Regions from separate parts of the Zea mays genome. Here region 1 is linked to region 2. The links are chromatin contacts, called in public Hi-C maps. All regions are on one chromosome and are shown on one strand. Each heading gives the region's core, a stretch centred on a gene start, on an enhancer-like site or on the middle of the called end of the contact. The rest is flanking DNA. Distances are from core to core; before and after follow the strand shown.

Region 1 (7,364 bases), core at 948-3,447, 100 kb before region 2:
TTGCTGTAAGTGAAGAATCAAACTTCATATTTTTTTAGTTTATTTTTCCTATATTTTTCATGTGCCTAACACTACTGCAGAGTACCCCTTCATTGCCAGGTCCAACCTCCTATCGCTCTCGGTAATTAAACCGGCAGAAGAAAAGTGGTAGTGATAGTACACTCCCAGAGTCCCATCAGTGTCGTATCGCTAAAAACTAGCAGTCATTCATGTCGGCTCTTGTCCTTGTTTGGTAGTGATAATATCATTATCGGGGTTAGGACTAGAATCACAGCGATACCCAACCGTGATCTGATTATTCTCCCATATTATGACTTATCACTTTTTTTTGTGTGTGATACATTTTGTTCTATGTAATCAGGAAATTATATATTACTGGTTTCGCTTACAGCTGTCTGCATGTCTTGTCACAAGATTATAGCATGAAAGAAGATTCTACCAATCTACACTATAAGCGAAAGGGGCCTGCTATATTTGTAGACGGTCCTTGGGCTCACCGCTCACAGCCCTTTTGGCGTAGCCTATTTGGATGGCTCCAGGCTCACCGTCAAGACCTGCCAAATAGTTATAAAAAAACGGTTTCTCGTCGAAATGCCTCAAAGCGTCGAAGCCATTTTCTTGTTAGAAGCTAGAACACAAAAAAAACCAGGGCTTCTATTGGCTCCTTATACCCAAATTCACTAAATTACTTTCTCTATCACTGTCTCCAACTCATCCCTTGTGTTCGCATTCGCGGGGAAACACACTCCCTCATGTTCGCTTAAAAAAAGAGCCCCCGCCTGGCCGCCCATGAAACATCTCTGTCGAGTGTCGAGGGCGAACTCTGGCTGGACAGAGGTTGGAGGTGGTCCGATTTGTTGGAATAAATAAATTTTGGGTTAGGCTGGCCGAAATTATGCATTGGGTCCTGTTTGGACCGAGGTCACGACCACGGGCGGGCACGAGCATAACCTGTTTACGGAGACACGAAATAGCTTATTTACAGGCATGAAAAGGCTCATATTCATTTGGTCATCCGCTTCTGATTATGGAAATCAACAGCTACAATTTGGTTAGTCACATGCTTAATCATGGAGATGAGGTGTCAACCACCCATTGGTTTCGTGTTATCTGATTTTTTTAATTAGAAAGCTTGAAATGTTAATATCTACTAAATGATATATGTGTTTTGAATTTCGGGCTTTGTTCTGAATTTCGGGCTTTCATGTGAATTTCGGGTTTTGATATGAACTTCAGGCTCTGTGTGAATTTCGGGCTAGAATTTGAATTTTGGTCCTTTTACAATTTCGGGCCGTCCAAAATAAGCCCGACATATTTAACCAATAACGTGTTGGGCCGTGGGCTAAGGGTTGAGCCCATGTGCCTGCCCGACACGGCCTGTAATAATTACGGGCCGGCCCAGCCCAAAATTCAATCGTGACAGGCTTTTCGGGCTTGGGTCGAGTGGGCCGAATGTATATCTATAGTCTATGGTTACTCTATGGACAAGCAAAATGTGATTGTCGCAACTACCAAGTGCCTCCATAACTGCATATGTGAGAATGATCAAGAAGACGAAGATTTTCGTAAGTGCAATCATAATCCCGAATATGTGTCAACTATCCCTTATAGATATAGAAACGCATCTGATATATCGTGTCCATACTCCAATGACCGCTCTATGGATAGATTTTATGATGACATTGCAAGAGCAATCTTGCTTTCTAGATCTTTTTCAACACGATGTATGAATTACTTGTATGGATGTATAAATTGAAAAGTAGGACACAATATGATGTACCTCATATGACCATATTTAATATCCTAATATTCCTACATAATATAGATATGCCTCCAGTGGAAGAGGACTTGTTCTGACGCAATATGGCGGGCGTCATACCTAAACGTTTAAATCCTTTATATCTTTATGTATGGCTAGTAAGGCATTGTAGCGTGGTTGTGGCGCTTTGGTGTTCGAATGTGCAGGTAGTGCGTTTAACTCCTCAAGCCTTATCTGCTATAAAGAAATTAAGAAGCTACAACTCGAGTTGAGAGGAGACGAATTATAAAACAGCTTTATTTGCTATAAAGAAATTAAGAAGCTACAACTCGAGTTGAGAGGAGACGGAGCCCAACTAAAGAGGATCTTAATACGGGCTCTGGTTGTAACCTGCTCAACCTAAACCTGACTTATTGGGCCGAGCCCATGCCCCATCGGCTAGGTCGAGTACCGTGTGTCGCTACCAGATAAACACACGGCACACGGGTAATTTAGATGGCAGTGGTTGGTACATGTCGTCTAACCAAATCTGTGCGTGTATTTTTCTAAACAAAAACTTAAGTAGTCTGTGTGTACGCCTCACCTAACGGAATAGAAGCAGTCCTATAATTATTGAATATATTGAATAAGGGGTGTTTGGTTTCTAGGGATTAAATAATTTTTAGTTTCTTTATTTTATTCTATTTTAGTTTCTAAATTGATAAATTTAGAAATTAAATTAGTCAAAAAATAGAATATAATGAAATGTTTAAAATTTAGTCCCTAGAAACTAAATACCCCTAAACTTTGAACTCTAAAAAAGTGTTAATAAGATGCAGAAGACATGTTTTTTCTTCCAACGACGAAAACACAAAGAGATAATGGTAGAGGATCTCTACGATTATCTTATTATTTACATAAAAAGGTGTGTAAGGAAAATGGACCCCGGGCCATTTGGCTAAATGAGTTTTGATGTTTGATGATCAACGCAACCTGTGGACTAATATGTTTGCAAGTGTTCGTAGTTCACAGGATGCTAAAGTAACTTGAACCAAGATATTGTGGAAAGCAACACCTCAAAAGAAGACATTATAAAGATCAAGTGGAGTCCAAGAGAAGAAAGAAGTGTTGCATGCAGACTGTTTGTGCGAGGAGCACCGGACTGTCCGGTGCACCAGGAACAGTAGCCCCAACAGCTAGTTCCAGGTGGCACTGTGGAGAGAAGAGAATCGGACTGTCCGGTGTGAAGTCCAGACTGTCCGGTGTGAAAAGTCTGTGGCGCCAACGGTCACCTGCGGTGTCAGAGCAACGGCTAGACGCACCGGATAATAAAGAATGCGTTGTCCGGTGCGCCACCGGACTGTCCGGTGTGTCGCATAGAGCAGCAGCTTTTCTACAATGGCTAAAATTGTGTTGGGGGCTATAAATACACCCCCAACCGGCCATTTCCAAGTGTGGGAGCCCAAGCAACATACCAAGGCATATAGTGCACATTTCCAAGAGCTCAAATACCTAAGTGCTTAATAGAATCACTCGGTGATTAGTGTAGGTGCTTTGCGAAGTGCTTAGGTTAGTTAGACCGCTTTAGCGCTTGCTCTAGGTGAACCCTAGTTAGTTGAGTGAGTTTTGTAAAACCACACAACCCCTTGGCTCTTGCGCGAGCCATTGTAATTGTACCGAGTGGGGCGAGAGTCTTGCGAGACCGTGACAACCGCGTTTGTGTCACGACCGCCGCCGTGTACCGGAGGGAACGAGGCCCGCGGCGTTTTCGGCCAGAAGCTCGATAGTGGAGCCGGCGGGAGCGTCCGAGAGGAGCCGGAAGCGAAGCACCACTTGTGCGTGGAGAAGGCTCGCGGCTCTCTACGGAGTTACTCGACCGAGGTGCTTGGCCCTCGTGTGGGCTTCCCTTTGCGTAGGGGCACCAACAAGGATTAGTCGGAACCTTGCGCGGTTCCGGATACCTCGATAAAAATACCGGTGTCATCCACGAGAGTTTCCATCTCTACCTCGCTCTTTAACCTCCGCATTTATATTAAGCATTTAATTTCAATCTTGTATTTATGCTTATATAGTGTAGATTGAAACTTAGCCTTTGCGGTAGAGATGGCAACACATAGATAAAACCTAGTTTGCACATTATAGTTTGATTATTTGCATATGTTTTGCTCTAGGGATTTATTTGTGGCCTAGTTTAGTAAAAGTTTTAGAAGTCCTAATTTAGCCCCCCCCCTCTTAGGCGTCACTCGTTCCCTACAAACGGTACAAGTTTTATCTATACTATAGTTAAAGCAGCAGTTTCAACGGTCGTCCCGCGTCATTTTTTACAAATAACCCCTCACATCTATTTAAAATTAACCTGTCGGTCCCCTCTACGCAGCCAACCTCCACGTCTCAAACCATACCTCTACATATAGAGGCCCAAACGACGACCCGCACAGGCCCACTAGGCCAGACATGGCACGCAGGCACGGCACACCGGCATGCTGACCGTGTCGGACCAGCCCGTCGGGCCATTTGGTTAAATCAGCGTAAAATGTTAAAAAAACGATGCAGGAGGTGGGGTTTGAACTCACACCAAACGACGACCCGGCACAGGCCCACTAGGCCAGACATGGCACGCAGGCACGGCACACCGGCATGCTGACCGTGTCGGACCAGCCCGTCGGGCCATTTGGTTAAATCAGCGTAAAATGTTAAAAAACGATGCAGGAGGTGGGGTTTGAACTCACACCAAACGACGACCCGGCACGGGCCCACTAGGCCAGGCATGGCACGCAGGCACGACACACCGGCATGCTGACCGTGTCGAACCAGCCCATCGGGCCATTTGGTTAAATCAACGTAAAATGTTAAAAAACGATGCGGGAGGTGGGGGTTGAACTCACACCCTGATAGAAGAAGGGTGGGAGACACTGGGTGAAGTTGTCTAACCAGTAGAACATCATGCTCAAGTGTTTATAATATTAAATATAAATTATATATATGTATATATGTTTTTTGTAAAATAAAAAATAATTGTGTTGGGCCAGCACTATGGGCCGAGGCTACGACCCAAGCACCGCACGACGCTCGTGCCGGGTTGGCCTAGACACTATTAAATGGGTTGTGCCTCGGGCCGGCTCGCTAGACACAACTCATTTGGCCATCTATACCTCCGCACGGTAATGATAGTCCTCGTATCAGTTGCCACCATCTTGTTCACCATCCTGCTTCTTTTCTCTCTCCTCTCATGCCTCCATTTTCGCACCACCACATTCTCGGCAGAGGGCGTAGGAGCAGGCGCCTCCTCCCCGTATGTATTCGTCCGACACCATCCCCGACATCTACTCGCGCAGTGGCTATTGCATGTCCACAAGGACGTTTCACATCATGTGCGCACCATCGTTTTTGTCGTCGTCGGACATCCCGTTCGTCTTCCCGGCCTTTGTCTTGTTCTTCCTCCCCAACCTGCTGCCCCCGCCCACGGTCGTAGCCACGAGCCAACCGACGCTCGTCGACGTGGGTATGGGATGAGTCGGTTATGCTCCTGGACTTTCTCTATGCGTGCCGTCGAGGAGGATATGGTGGCGCCTGCCACGCTTAGGTTATCTTGGCGATGAGGAGTTCAGGTCTAAGATATTGGACAACCAAGACCCGTAGCGTGGCAGCAGTCGGCATATGCTATGGAGTTGGTGGTGGTGGTGTGTCACTTCGGGCGGGTTCAGGTTGGGAAGACACTTGCATTCTCTCGCCCTTCTCGGACTGACGCCTGGTGTGGGTGCCTCTCGGTTTGGAGCTGCTCCGGCTAGGCTTCTTTCCCCGCTTGTGTGCTCTCCTTATATGTATATAGCGGTATACTATCTATGTTGCCTCCAGATGCCCAGGTCTTCGTCGTGTCCTTCTCCGGCAACGAACAGATATGACCGTCTCTTTCCTTCCTCTCCCGCTCTACGAAACCTTGGAAGTAGGGGAGGCGAGGGATGGGGTCTCTGATTTGCTGCCTATGGTACCTGTGCGCTCATAAAATATATTATGCGAAGAGCAGAGACAATCAATAAAAACATTGAGATCTTTTTAGTGGATAGTTTATGTGGGTATTATTGTGAGCCGTCGCAACGCACGGACAACCGACTAGTTATACAAAAAGGTAGAGTCCTAGGTACTACGTTTAATATTAGTTCACATAATCTGTATCCTTATGTTTTTAAGATTTCTCTTGGCCGAATATCGTGACTAAGAATGTGTTTGGCATGGCTCTATAACATAACTGTAAGGATGATCTCGCAAGAGTATGTCAAACACCATAACTTTGGAGTTTCAAACTCTAAGGAGTTTTTAGAGCTATAGTACAAAATTTTGAAGTACCTTTTTTGCTTCTCCGAAAACTTTAAAAAAGCAACCTAAACATGGAGTTTGGAGTTATTTACCAGTCACTTCCACTGGTTATGAGAAAACAATTTAGACTCTGGAGCAGAGCTGCTCCACCAAGAGTTTTAGAGTGAAGCTGCTCTAGAGTAGAGCAGAGCCATGCCAAACATGCCTATGCATGCTTTGCTAAGACTTCGAAAAACCTAGTGAGAAAAATAGAAAAAAGTGTATAGTATCGCTCCATGTATTGCACTTATTAACTCATTAAAAACTATATATGAGAAACTTCACAAAAAGTTATAATGGCAAAAGGAGTACAATAGTTGTCTTGAAGATAATTATAACCTCGAGGGTTATATAGTTTATGACCTTAAAGATCGAATAGTAAGAGCTAACATTTAGTGGTGTCCTCTTAAGCCATGCAAATCTTTTAAATGGCTCATCCATGTACCTTAAATATATCTTCTGAATGTGACTGCAGACAAAGACTTGCTGGATAAATCAGCTAAATTACCATAAGACTTGACTTGCAGGATTTTCACCTAACCATCATTCTAGAGTTCGCGAAGATAGAAAAAATGGGAGAAATATGCTTACCCATATTACACTTAATATATCATATTTTCATTTGAGCAATACATGCAATATTATGTTCATAGATAATCTTGAGAGTATTTACAATGTCAAAACTACATGACCTCTAAATGTGATTAGTCATCTATCGTTGCCAAGCACATTCTTGTGCGGCTTTAAATAATGCGATTATCTCTAAGTGGTTAGCAAATATAGCTACTAGTGTCTGTTTGCTTGATCTCCAAGATACAATAGTACCATCACAAAGAACAAAGCCAGTCTGAGATCTAACATTATGGTGATCTGACATATATATCTAACATCTATAACACACCAAAGTTTGGTCCTAATTCTTTTGAAAAAATCCAAGATCTTGGGTACATTTTAGGTATCTCAGTATAGTTTTAACGGTTGTCCAATGTCTTCTGGTTGGGTTCGCATTATGTCTAGCTAGCAAACTCATTGTGAATGTAATATCTGGTCTGGTGCAATTCGCAAGGTCGTACATCAGTGCTCCAATGACACTAAGGTAAGGAACTTCAAATCCTAGTGATTTCTCATTATCACTCAGCCCAAGCAAAATTTGGTTTCCTAAAGTATTTCATTACAAACTCTGACTTGAGGTAGATGCTAGCCTCCTCAATATTCTAATTAGGTCATCAACATAGACCAAAACGAAACAAAAACCCAACTAGGATTTTTCTAA
Region 2 (7,259 bases), core at 3,169-5,668:
TTCCAAGTTTCGAGTGACCTGCAGTTCAAATCTGAATTTTCCGAAGAAATTCAAATAAACAAACTAAATGTATTAGCTATAGAAAACATTGTTATAATTGTCCCAAAATGGTACATGTAGGTCTACATAGTGTAGGAACATACCACAAAAAGTTTGGTGACCAAAATAAAAAAAATAAAAAAATGCTTTGCCGAGTGCCAGATATTTGACACTCGGCAAAGACTGACGGCCGTCAGCTGTAGACGGCCGCTAACGGCCCTTTGTCGAGAGTCATATTTGTCGAGTGCTTGACGCTCGGCAAAGCAGTCTTTGTCGAGTGCTTGGCTGTGCCGAGTGTCCTACACTCGGTAAATAAGCTCTTTACCGAGCGCAGGACTTTGTCGAGTGCCCGATAAAAAGCACTCGGCAAAGCCGCCGGCACTCGGCAAAGCCTCGGATTCTGGTAGTGCACGCCTGGTCGATCCCCTCTGGATCCAAGAGGATCTGACTATCTTGATGTGGATCAATGCCACTCTGGTAGACGATCTACTTGATATGGTGATGGATGATGATATCTCTGCGTGTGAAGCCTGGAACAGAATTGCTACCTTCTTCCTCGGCAACCGGGCAAGCCGTGCCGTTCAACTGGAACAAGATAGGCACAACCTCGAACAGGGCGACATGAGTGCAACCGTGTTCTGTCATCGCTTGAAAACCCTAGTAGATTCCCTCGCCGACTGCGATAGACCGATCGACGATCGTTCTCTCGTGCATCAACTAATTCGAGGTATGAATCCAAAGTTCCATGTCCTTAAGCAAATGCTCCCTGCATTGCACTCGTTCCCCACCTTCATGGAGGCACGAGATCAGCTCATTGTGGCCGAGAACACTCTTGCCAAGTCTCCGTCAACCGAATCAGCGTTGAACATCACCGATTCTTCTTTTGAAAACACCAACCACGGCGGCTCCAACAACCACTCTTCTCGCTCTAACGGTGGTCAGGGTAACTCTGGATATTCTCGCAGCCGTGGTGGTGGCCGCTACGACAGTGGTCGCGGAAATTACCAGAGAGGAAGGGGGTGTGGTCGTGGTCGCGGATAACCACCTCAAAACCCGGCGGCACTTCTGCAGCAGCTTGCTTCATGGTACGCATCCGAGAACACCCGGCGCGCTCCCTGGACGGGTAACACCGGGCCTGGTGTCCTTGGTGCTCGGCCACCAATGCCTCAGGCGTACAACGCCTTCGTTCCTGCTACAACTCAGATGTCACCAGCTGCGCCACCGTCTTTTGACACTACATCTCTTCTTCAAGCGCTACACAATGCGTCCTAGTCTCAGCAGCAGCATCAAACCGACTCGTTTCTGGACACCGGGGCTAATGGCCATATAACAAGCGATCCAGGTAACTTTACCCATTACTGTCCTTCTTCAGTACATGATAATTCTCGCATCATTGTTGGCAATGGGTCCACCCTTCCTGTTCTTGGTCGTGGACTCGTGGTTCTACTACTATTCATAATTCCAATCATTCTTTTCACTTAACCAACGTTCTTCACACACCTAACCTAATAAAGAATCTCATTTCCGTTAGAAAATTCACCAAAGATAATGCTTGTTCTATTTAATTTGACCCGCTTGGTTTTTCAATCAAGGATCTTCATAGCAGGAAAGAAATTCTGAGGTCCAGTAGCCGGTGATCTCTACCCCTTCCACTCCGATCATCCTTCACATACCTCTGTGGCGCTTCATATCTCCACCGACACCAACCTATGGCATCAACGGCTCGGACATCCCGGACATCAAAAGCTTGATCGTGTTCTGTCTGTTTTTTCTGTTCCTAGATCCAATAAAAGTTGTCATGTATGTGATGCATGTCAGAAAGGCCGCCATGTTCACCTACCATTTCCTAATTCCAGTTCAAAAACTTATTTTCCTTTTCAATTAGTGCATTGTGATCTTTGGACGTCACTGCTTCCTAACTTCACCGGATATAAATACTATCTTGTTATATTGGATGATTTTTCTCGTTATTTATGGACATTTCCTTTGCGCCACAAATCCGACACCTTCTCCACTATACAAAATTTCTACTCCTACGTCCAGACTCAATTTCACATTCAGATACAATCCCTGCGATAACGGTACTAAATTTGACAACAATGCGCTACGCTCCTTCCTCACACGTCATGGCACCACCTATCGTCTCTCATGTCCATACACATCTCCTCAAAACGGCAAAGTTGAACGATCCGTTCGTTCCATCAATGATGTCCTTTGTACCCTTCCTTTTCAAGCCAAGCTTCCTCCTACATTTTGGGTAGAAGCTCTCAACACCGCCACATACCTCATAAACCGTAGACCATCCACCCCTCTTCAGGCTGCAGCAGAAGACTTATCCAATTCTTTTTTCTTTCTCTCCTCTTTATTTCTCACTTTGGGGCACTGAGAAATATGATGAGTATTTTTTCTGCAATAACGGCAATAAAGGTTGGATTTATGATCTCTAGGTCCCTAAACAATTAAACCTTCATCTTTGGGTTCAGAACGAGAATCAACGTCAATTTTTTCCTTGGACAACAAATTCGACTTAACATTCTCAAAGGACAGTGAAGTATGATTACCATAAAGCATAATTTCCTTAAAATGCTTAAAATAAGGGAGCAATGAGACTACCGACAAAATTGACTTATCTTCATCATTTATCTTCACATCAAGATTCTCAAGGTCCACAATAATTGAATTAAATTCATTAAGATGTGACTGCATAGATGTACCACCTAACATGTGAATAGTGTAAAGATGCTCCTTGAGACTAGCTTGTTTGCAAGACTCTTGATCATATACAGCTCCTCCAATTTATTCCACAATGTTACTGTGAATTTTTCATGCATTACTTCACGCAGAGCATCAAAAGATAAACTGAGCTGTATTGTGGATAAAGCTCTCTCATCAATATCTTGCCACTTATCATCAGTCATGTTAGCAGGTCATGTCTACAACGCCTTTTGAACAACCAACTAGATAAGAACAACCTTCATCTGAATCTGCCAAATCAAACTTCAGAATATCAAATTTAGTCGACATAATGCGAGATAAAAAATTTCCGAAGTCAACGAAATCGAAGAACAAAAACCATGATCAATCTGATGAGTTAGCTAGATATCTTGTCTCCTTGGTGCACCTAGAAAAAACAAAACTGATTGATAATAATGGCTTAATTTACGTGTGCACATTTACTTGAGAACTTGTGATGCACTAATGCCAAGGTGCTTGGAAACAAGAGAATTGATAATGTCCTTGTTCTTCGGTGAGAGAATCCACCGTAGCAGGTGCACGTGGGTGTGACTCTCTCGTTGAGAGCTGTTGTAGATCGATCAAGCACCCACCACACAAAACCAGTACACGTCGCCTGCACATAGATGCGAACATGCTGGTGATTCAATAGGATTCCTCGCCGACAGAGACAGCACGTGTGTCGACGATGAACGAGCGCAACCACTGATGAGTCTGGGGAAGAATCCAGCGACAACGCAGATTCGGACACAGATCACAGCGGCGCGACACAAACTGATTTGTGGAAGTACGAAGCGACGGCTACTGTAGATCGACGAAGGCAAAACCCGGCGGCGACGACCACAATATGGATAAAAATAACATGTCTAACCCTAGCTTTGATACCACTTGTTAAAAAATAAAATAGACACAAAGAGTTACGTGGAAAAATATCCTCCAATATAGAGGAGCAAACAAGTACGAGTAAACAAATCCACTATCAACTATAGAGTAAAGTTAAATAGAGAGCCTATATTTATAGGTGTATAGAAAATCATATTTTAAAGTATATTTTAAATATATAAAAGAAATTAGAGGCATATTTCAACATGACCCGTCAGGGGTGTTTGGTTCTGTGGACTAAAGTTTAGCTCGGGTCACATCAAGTGTTTGACTTTCAAATAGGAGTATGAAATATAGACTCAACCAACTATACTAGATTCGTCTCACTTTTTAATCTTCGGCTGAGAAATTAGTTTTATAATCCGACTACATTTAATACTCCAAACGGAGGTTCAAACATTCGATATGATAGGGGCTAAATTTTAGCAGGGGCAAACCAAACACCCACTAAATCTAGCACGGACGAAACGTATGGCCGCCGGTAAAATTGCCATCCTATGTCCGTGTCCGTCTGCCAGCTATGCTGGCGGAGACGACTCGGAGCCGTGGTCCAACCCGAACCGAAGAGCAACCCCTGACGGCACGGCACGTGGCATGGCGCTGGCCCACATCCACCACATAAAACCCCTTGAAGCGTGGCCGTTCCGATCTTGCGTTCGAGTTCACGCTAAGCATCGTCATCGCCCCATCGGTCCGTCGTTAGTGCCCCTCGCTCCCTCGGAAAACCCTCTCCTCTCCCCTATCCTCTCGTCTCCCCCCACCCCGCCGCGATCAACCGAGACCCACCGCCATGACGAGCGACGACGAGGAGGCGTGCGACTACTTCTACGACGACGACGACGACGCCGAGGAAGACGCCGCCGCCGGACTGGAGGAGGACTCTTCGCTTCCAACGCCGGAGGGCCGCGCGGACTACTGGGTGAGTGATCTCTGATCCGAACCCCGGGGCGCCCCGGCTAGTCGCGGGGATGATAATTGTGTGTGTTTGCCGGGTTGGGATTTCCGCGCCGGCGAGATCTGGGAGGACCTCGCCGATCGATTCGAGAATCGCCCTGCCTGCCCCGATTCACCAAACCTTTATATAAGTTCATCGTTGTAAGAAATAAAATAACGGGGTGTCACGAGGAACCGGTGCTGGATGTCTTCAGATCCTCACCAGATTGGGTTGTTATATTTTAATTCGGTGGGATGTATCCGTGTGTACTTGGAATTTGAGAGCAGTGAACAAACAAATTCCTGTCTACTTGTCTTAGCTGTATAAGATAAGAATTGCTAGAGTCCATCAGAGTACTTGTCTTTTCACTGTAAAGTGTAAAGTGTAGTATTTAATTTTGCCCAAAGTAGTGGCCATTGGTCAACAAAATCTTACCTTTGCCAAATAATTACGAGATGCATGTGCATGTTGGTCACTTCTCTTTTTTTCCTTAAAAACCTGGAATTTCAATTTACTTAAAAACTGGATGAAACACAATCTGTTATTTATCCTCATGTATTTGATTACCACTAAGATAACTAAACATCATACTGATATTCACCAAGCAGTCACTAAGTCGGTAACTTCTGACTGTTTTCAAGTCAGACGACTTGTTGGCCGTTAATTGCGATTAATCATGATTAGTCGGCCGACTTGTTGGCCGTTAATTGCGATTAATCATGATTAGCCGGACGACTTGGGCGATTAATTGTGATTGGTCCAAACCGACTTGGACGATTAATCGCAACTAATCACAATTAATCGGACGACTTGAAAACAGCCTGAAGTCCGAAATAAGGTATGTTGTAGCAAGCAATCATTCATCTATTATACTGATATTAGTTCAGTTCTCACCATCTGATGGGCAGAGGTTTGATCTATGGTGTAAACATCTGTTTTTCTTCTTTATTTGTGTAGTAGTGGTCTTGTTTTGTGCAATCATATATACGGAATATTTTGCATTGTTTGAGGTGCAGATCAGTGGAGTGCACCCAAAACAGAGGATGTGTTTCCCCAAGAAGATTCTTTATTTGTTTTAACCAACTAAATTCACCCATGCTGTTTTTAGATTCATCCATGTTGTTTGCATACTGAATATTACTTGTAAAGAAACATGTTACATGCATAATTGTTGTTGCAGGCTATCACACAAGATACCGTTTTCGCTGCACAGGTAATGGAACAGATTCAACCATTTCCTAAGTGTTCATAGCCATCGTTCAGATGGTATCTGTTCTGTCCAAATGTTTATCTACTACTACCCCTCCGTACACAAATATATGACATCGTTGACTTTTTTTCAAAAACTTTGACCACCGGTCTTATTCAAAAATGTAAAACTTTAAGTTAAGCACAAACTAGCTTAAGTGATAAAACAAATCACAACAAAATAAATGATAACTCATTATTTTTTTAATAAGACGAGTGACTTAAGTTTTTTTTAAAGTCAATGGTGTTATATATTTATGAACGGAGGGAGTACAGTTTTGTACTAACCAACTCTACCCACAGAAACAAGATCTGTCTACGGTGATGAACTTGCTCAATATAAATCAACATCAAGCACGAGCCCTCCTCATTCACCACCGATGGAGTATGGATGGCATCTATGATTCTCTAGACATGGGGCGAGAACGCATGCTCAGAAATTCAGGGATCGTGCTGCAGGAGGTCAACAGCATTGCAGCAGCTGGCTCAATGACACCATGGAGAACAGTGACCTGCAAAGTGTGTTTTGAGGACTTCTCCATGGATGCTGTTTCGACCATGGACTGTGGGCACTGCTTCTGCAATGACTGTAAGTTTCCACATTCCACCTCAGAGCTTGTTTGGTTAAGGGTGGATTGAGGGGACTAGAGGAGATTAAATCTCTTCCTATTCAAAGTTGAATGAAAAGGGATTTAATCTCCTTCGATCCATGTGCGATCCATGTGCAACCGAACCGCGAACAAGGCCTCTGTGGTTTACGTTTTCATATGTATAGTATAGATGCCTTAATTAATATGAGCTTATTTATTTATTTTTGGTGTGTGAGTTTCTCTATGAAGTTTCATCTACCAAATATATATTACAATCCTTGAGTATTCAAATAAATGATCAAAAGAGATTTCAAATAGATGAATGATTTGCTTACCATAGCTTGACTGCTACTGCTACTCTCTTTTTCCTCCAGGTTGGACGGAGTATTTCCACGCTGCGGTAGAGAGCGGGAAAAAGCAAATTCGGTGCATGGAGGTCAAGTGCTCGGCTTTCTGCGATGAGGACCTCGTGCGGTTTCTCCTTGTCCAAAAGTATCCAGACATGGCCAAGAACTTCAATCGCTTCCTGCTTGGGTCCTACCTTGAGGACAATGCCTCTGTGAAGTGGTGCCCTAGCACCCCGAACTGTGGCCATGCCATTCGCGTGGGCACTGATGAGCGCTGCTGTGAGGTGGAATGCCCCTGCGGCTTAAGCTTCTGCTTTAACTGCATGGGGCATGCGCACTCGCCTTGCCCGTGCACCATATGGGAGAAATGGAATGCCAGCCGGTCCGAGGGAGAGAACATCAAGTGGATCCTCGCTAACACCAAGAGCTGCCCCAAATGCTTCAAGGCCATCGAGAAGAACGGCGGCTGCAACCTTGTCCGCTGCA

The links. Hi-C and Micro-C count contacts between places; a contact is called where the count stands out from the background.
Region 1: a contact with region 2 is called in a Hi-C map of ear, with 1.6 times the contacts expected there. The contact joins the enhancer-like site here to the promoter of LOC100279995 in region 2. A contact is called at or near these places in 3 of 25 Hi-C or Micro-C datasets (ear, endosperm and leaf).

The regions. Positions count from the first base shown.
Region 1 is chr5:18,880,709-18,888,072 of Zm-B73-REFERENCE-NAM-5.0, reverse strand. No RefSeq gene overlaps it. Among protein-coding and RNA genes, the nearest start is that of LOC109939433, 15 kb to the right of the region's middle. Within about 2 kb of position 2,197, at least 14 of the 20 cell types and tissues checked have an H3K27ac peak or open chromatin away from gene starts, as enhancers often do. A contact at or near this core is called in ear, endosperm and leaf, where this site is marked.
Region 2 is chr5:18,781,463-18,788,721 of Zm-B73-REFERENCE-NAM-5.0, reverse strand. It overlaps LOC100279995 (putative RING zinc finger domain superfamily protein), which reads left to right and starts at 4,418. Exons shown (of 5, transcript NM_001152943.1): 1 at 4,418-4,573; 2 at 5,769-5,801; 3 at 6,140-6,425; 4 at 6,801-7,259. The coding sequence starts at 4,445.